Linked DNA regions of Arachis hypogaea: region 1 is linked to region 2. Evidence: chromatin contacts called from public Hi-C data. All regions are on one chromosome and are shown on one strand. Each heading gives the region's core, a stretch centred on a gene start, on an enhancer-like site or on the middle of the called end of the contact. The rest is flanking DNA. Distances are from core to core; before and after follow the strand shown. Region 1 has its middle 7.8 kb from the start of LOC112749875. Region 2 holds the start of LOC112749868.

What was found. A called contact is a pair of places that touch in the nucleus more often than the background predicts.
Region 1: a Hi-C map of leaf shows a contact between it and region 2, with 2.7 times the contacts expected there. The contact joins the enhancer-like site here to the promoter of LOC112749868 in region 2. A contact is called at or near these places in 2 of 8 Hi-C or Micro-C datasets (both in leaf).

The regions. Positions count from the first base shown.
Region 1 is chr15:19,946,079-19,949,297 of arahy.Tifrunner.gnm2.J5K5, forward strand. No RefSeq gene overlaps it. Among protein-coding and RNA genes, the nearest start is that of LOC112749875, 7.8 kb to the left of the region's middle. Within about 2 kb of position 1,258, at least 1 of the 3 cell types and tissues checked has open chromatin away from gene starts, as enhancers often do.
Region 2 is chr15:19,878,940-19,882,033 of arahy.Tifrunner.gnm2.J5K5, forward strand. LOC112749868 reads right to left here and starts at 1,479. Exons shown (of 4, transcript XM_025798289.3): 1 at 864-1,479; 2 at 1-360. The coding sequence starts at 1,215. It also overlaps LOC112749869.

The DNA.
Region 1 (3,219 bases), core at 8-2,507, 67 kb after region 2:
AATTATATTAATATTGATGGCGTAAGAAACTATTAATCTCCGGTAATTACTAATTAGTTTGGAGTGAATCCATATAACAATTTGGGCTTACATGTATAACCATTTGGGCTCGATTATCAGTCCAAATACCCATTGACTCGAGCTTTTTGTAGTTCATTAAGAAGTGGGTTAACGTGGAAGCTTATTAAGCCCAATTATGCCTTTTTTGTTCATTAGTAAATGAACATGTTTGTCGTCACTATGTTTTCTAATTATTATTAAGAGTAAAAGTGTAAGAGTACTAGTACTAGTGGACAATGGGAAGAAAATGGTGGGTGTGTCAGGGTGGAAAGAAGAAGCGCACGGAGAAGCAATGAAGAAGGATTAAGAAATGGAGGATCGGAGGGTGAAGAGTGTAGAGCATTGAATAGGGGGTGGTCAAATGAATAAAAAGCTGCACTTTAAAGTTGCAACAAATTAAAGAAATTGTGGTACCACATACAAAACGGAACTTCGATAATAACAGCTTCCTCAGATTTCCCTTTCATGTTCTGATCTGCCTCGCAGTCCCATGATTCATTTAATTTGATTATGTAATATCTATTTGTTGTGTTCCAATTAATTGCTCTTGCAATGTCTGACTTTTTTTTATTTTTCATTCTTGTTTTATGTTCAATATTCTCTTCATCTCTTGAAAGGTAAAACTAAACCCAACAACTCCTAGGAACTGTGATTAGTGTAGGTGAATTAACTCTAGTTAGCTATCATCAAAGATAAATGAAAACTCACTCCTGTTATCTTTATATAAAATTGTTAGTTGAGACTGTTAAATGATTTAATATATTTAATTAAATTATTATTTAACGATTTTTAACTATCGATAACAAATATTATCATTGTTTTAATGTGTCCGTTTATGGATAAAGCAGAAAAAGAAAAAGGGAGGCGGCGGGGTCCATGGAAGGAGATCGATCACTTGCTCTCTGAAATGTGAACACATAAACACAAATTACAGTTAAAAGGGAAAAAGAGTATTGGGGTGGGATCTAATAATAGAACGAATAACGTGCTTTCTTTTCTAACGGTTGGTTTAGAACACACCTCTTTTGCCTCTGCACTTCACTTGAGTCCCCCCAAAATAAAGTCAAAAGTGTTTTCTTCTTCTTTTTTTTTTTTTTTTTTTTGTCAATTTAAAACATTAAACTGATATCAATTTGACAATTTTGGTCATCCATCATCATCATCAGTTGTTTCATGCGCCACTTAAGTCCAATTTCCAGTTCATACATCAACCACCGTGTTACTTTATTATGCAAAACGTTTGTCATCACCCTCACAACATCTATCCCCTTTAATTTTTTTTCTTTTCTTTTTTTTTTCCCTAAAAAAAAAGCATTGCTATTAAACAAATCCATATGTGTGTGTGTGTGTGTGAGGGGGCTGTATGCCATTAAAATAATCTTGCCATATGTATGCATGCAAAATTAGAGTAAATAAGTTTCAAGAATTTAATTCTTTTCTGGAATATTGAAACTTTTTATATGAATAAAAAAGCCTATCTTTGATGGACATACATGAATTATTTCACCGTTAAAATGTGACACTTATAAATAATGCAGTTTAGCATTTTGGAAATAAAAAAGCCATCCATCACAAAGTTTAGAGTTAGTAAACCCGAGAGATGTATATGTTCATGGAGATTTTTTCTTTCTTCCAAAGGTATTATTACTTTCTTATTAATTCGTTCTTTCAGTTAACATAAACTAGTTGCATAAGAAATTATTGTAGTTAAGTTAATATCTATTCCCTTTTTTTTTTCGTGAAAAATCTTGATGGCATCGTGCTTTACATTCAAAATTGTAGGAATGGAAATGATTGACGAAGTTTTAGCTTAGACAAGACATGAACGACCTTTTAAGCTTTAATAATTAATTAGTTACCGTTTCATATATTATAACGTGCTTTACGGCTGTTCTTTGAGTTTGAAACTTCCTTTTTGGAGTTCTTAATACTCAGTTTATATATAATAGTTTTACTCTCTGTTTTTAGACATTCAACGGGAGAAGTGTCCATGTATCCCTAGAAAAAAAAAATGGTTATTTATACACTAAAATTAATCACTAAAGTTAATTATTAATATATTTATGTATAAATATATTTATAATTTAATTTATTTTTAATGTGTATTTATATTTTAATATGTATATTATACTGATGATTGATTTTGGTGATTGATTTTGATATATACATAGCATAATCAAAAAATAAAACCTTGATTATTTACATTTTATCAATTGAAAATCATCGAATAGCAATCAGACCATTATTAATGAACAGTAAATATTTAATTTGATATTTTTTTATTTTTTTAAACAATAAGGCGATTTTTATGTAAAAAGGTGAAATATTTTGGCTTCTAACAAAATTATTTTATAATAATACGATTCTTTATTAAAAATTTATTAAATAAAAATAAAAATCAACGTTGTAGAGAGTTTTATTTGTAGTTTATGAAATTTTAAATCTCATAAAATTATTTTCAACAATAAAATCAACTATTATCATTACAATCACCATCTTTTTCATCATCGTTATAATTTCTATCTCAACCACTTCAATTGTAAAATTATATCGTGTTATTATCATTATCTCATCTACTACCATCAACACTAATAACAACACCATCAACATCACCAACATCACTACTATTCTCTTTTCTCATTTTTTATGCAACATTATTTTTTCTTTTTGAAATGTTTTTGTATTGTAATTATTTTTTTGTAATATTATTTTTTATAATGTTTTTTTTCTTTAACTACCATTAATAAAGAAATTTTTTAAAAATAAATTTATTAATAGTTTATAAAAATTTAAAATTTCTATAAATTATAAATAAAATTTTCACATAATTATTTTTTATTATTATTTAATAAATTTTTTAATAGAAGAATCATATTATCTAAAAAAATAATTTTATTAAGGACCAATATATCTTTTTTTTTTTTTACAGAAATCATTTGTCCTTAAAAAAAAGAAAAAACTGGGTTAGATGTTTACTTATAAAAGTAGTGTTCATATATTAAAAACAAAACACAAAGATATATTATTATGGTAATATTAGAAAGACAAAAAAAAATCTAAATTTATTTTATGTAATATTTATTAATTATTATAATTAATAAATATTAAATAAAATAAATTTGGGTTGTTTTGGTTTTTTTTTTTCTTTTTTTTTTGCCT
Region 2 (3,094 bases), core at 229-2,728:
CATCTAACCCAATACTTCTTCCAACAGTGCCAGCCAAGCGTGCTCGAAGAGCACATTCCATGTGAGCAACATGACCACAGACAGCCTCGTCGTTCTTTGCTTGGCACTTGATGAAACTATATCCACCATAAGCCGAACTAACCATTTTGCTACAAAGAATGCAGCAACAATCACGGCAAAAACCAGGTTCAGAACAGCAAATATCGCACGACATGGCTGGCGAATATTTTTCTACTTCTTCCAATATTAGGCTAGCACACTTCTTATTCCCAGCCTTACATCTAACAGCTTCAGTATCAGAATCTGACTGTTCAGCTGGGATCTGCTTAAGAGGCACAGCAGCTATAGGCAACATATTGCCTACAATGTAGAACATCAGGAGAAAAACATAGTAATTCACAGTATAAACTTTTTAACTGGCGCCAGTGCCAAAGGTAAGAAATAGAAAAGAAAAAAGAAAAGCATCATTTCATAACTAAGAGGAAATGGAATCCAATAGATTTTGTATAATTCTGGGGATTACCAATCAGTTTATCACACACAATGTTCCAATGATGTAGCAAAAATAGAACACCATTCATCACATGAAAAAGATAATCCACCTAATAAGGATGAAGAAATCCATCTTTGTTATTTAGTTTTTGCAATCTTACATCCTTTCTTCGTTCAAATTAAGAATCATCAGTTAAATGTGAGGAAGATAATTCAGCAAAGATCTGAATCCCGTTCACCTTTACACATACATGTTAATATTGCAGAATCACAAAACTTGATCCACTAGAGTCTTCGTGCATGAACTCAATAAAATGCAAAGCAATATATAAAAAACGAGAAAAAGTGAGCAGGAGAAAGGAAGAAGAGACCGTTTGTTGAAGGATAAGGAACGGCAGGGATTCTCCAGGTGAAGGAAGAGAAGAAGGCACCGAGATCAGCTTCGGGGAAATTAGCTTTGAGGTATCGCTCAACGGCAAGCTTGCTGGCGAAGATGTGCTGCTTGCGGGCGGATCCTGAATGGTTGTTGAGACGTTCCGGCAAATACAGGTAGCGATCCTGAAAGTATCCGGCGGGCGTGATCCTCCTCCCGGTCCTCCATCCCCAGTTGTCCCCTTTCTGCGGCCAGTTCTCTGGCGCATATGGCGCGCCTTCACCGGATTCTTCTGGCGCCACCGGCCGATTGTTGAAAGAACCATTCTCTGCTTTTCCATTCTCATTCATCTTACCCTCTTTCTTGCTCGTTAGGGTTTATGGTTTCAGTCAGCTGAGAATTCTATTAAAGGAATATGATTCAGTAAACGGATAAAGTTAGTAATTTGGAGTATTAATTAATAAAAGCGTTTGTTACTTGTTAGTTGAGAATGAGATGAGTGAGAGTGCAAAGTACAAAATTAAAATAGGGTTTTCTTTCCAAATCTTAACAGTAACATACGGAAAATGGTGCTGCCAAGGTCAAAACTCGAAACTAATTGCAAAACTCATGGCAAACAAAAGCAGTAAGTGTGTTTGGAAACTTTTTAATGGGATGAAGTTGAATTAAATTCCTGAAAGAATCTTAAATTTGGAATAAAAAGAATTAAATGAAAAAAAATAGTTGAAGTATATGTAATATTTATTACTATGTTATCCTTGATGAAAAAGAGAAATGAGTATATTTAAAAAATTAAATTATGTTAAGGTTAATTTAGATATTTTAATTTTAAATTCAAATTTTATTAGATTAGATTTGCAAATAAGACATATTTTGGTTTGATTTATTTTTTGACTTGAAAATGAGAATTAAAATTCTCAAAAGAGTTTAAATTGTAAAATTGATGTATTTTTGTGTTTTAAAGCAAGAAAAAAAATTTAATTCTAATGAGGGTTCTAATTCTAATTCTCAAGAAAATTGGACAAAGTGGATTTGAGTTTTTTAATTGAAAAAAAGGAGTATTTTATTTTATATCTTTTAACTAATAATCTAAATACAAAAAATATGAACATATTAGTGCTATTTTTTCCTCACCCACAATACACGATTAAAGGTTTTTTTAAAAATTCAATGCAAAATTTGTTTGCCACTCATGCAGAGTTTGTTACCATTGACAGGACAAAAATTACCAATAAGAGAAAAAACCAAACCATATCTGTAGGTAGAAAAGGAAAAAACCTCAATCACAAGTCACAACACAAGTACTGCTTTATTAAATACATATCTTATGCTCTCTATTCATTTGTGTAATTGTGTGTCAGGGTAGACAATTAGAAAATGCACAAAAGCAACAGAAGAAATTAAGAAAAAATTTAAATTTAACTTACTTATATTATGTAATATATTCTTTCGTTTTATGACGTCAATATGATATATGTTTATTTGAGCAAATGATTCCAGAATTTTTTGATTGACTCTAGAGTCATTCTTACATTGAATTTGGAAGATTATCTGTGTTACTTTTAGTATTTTGTAGCTGTAATTTATGCAGGGAAAGAACTTAATCCATAAAAGATATAGATAACAAAGTAACCACTCTTGCATATTCTTTTACATATATCAACTATAGCAGTCATCGGGATGGGAACCTCTAGAAGAGTATGATAAAATGTTAACCCCTTTATAAACTGATGAATCTTTCTTGTATCGCAGCTACACGCTTGGAACATTTGGCTTTCAACCTCTCCCATGTTGAACAATTGCTGGAATTGAGTTTGCAATCATTGCTTTAGCAGATTTCAGCTCCACTTTTCTAATGATGGATGGTTTCAAGGGCACGACAAATCTCTCTTCTTTTTAACTGAAGTTGCATGATTTGATCATCCATTGATTGTGTGTCTGAGCTACTTTGTCCTCCTTATGTTCTCTGTGATCTTTTTTGAGACAAGAAACCTTAAGCTTCTTTGCCTCAAGTTCTGCTAAGAAATTCTCTTCCACTTCAATGTTGACTATGGCCTCCTTGAAAACCTCACTCATTAATGAAATTTCCTTCACCAACTTCAACTTTATCAGGTGATCAGCACTGAATGCAGGGTTAAGTCCATAGCAAGAAGAGTGGAAAGCTTTGTTCTGCACTCCTTAGCCACTATCAATACCAAAAAAGAAAGCTAGTTAGCCACTGTAGTCCCC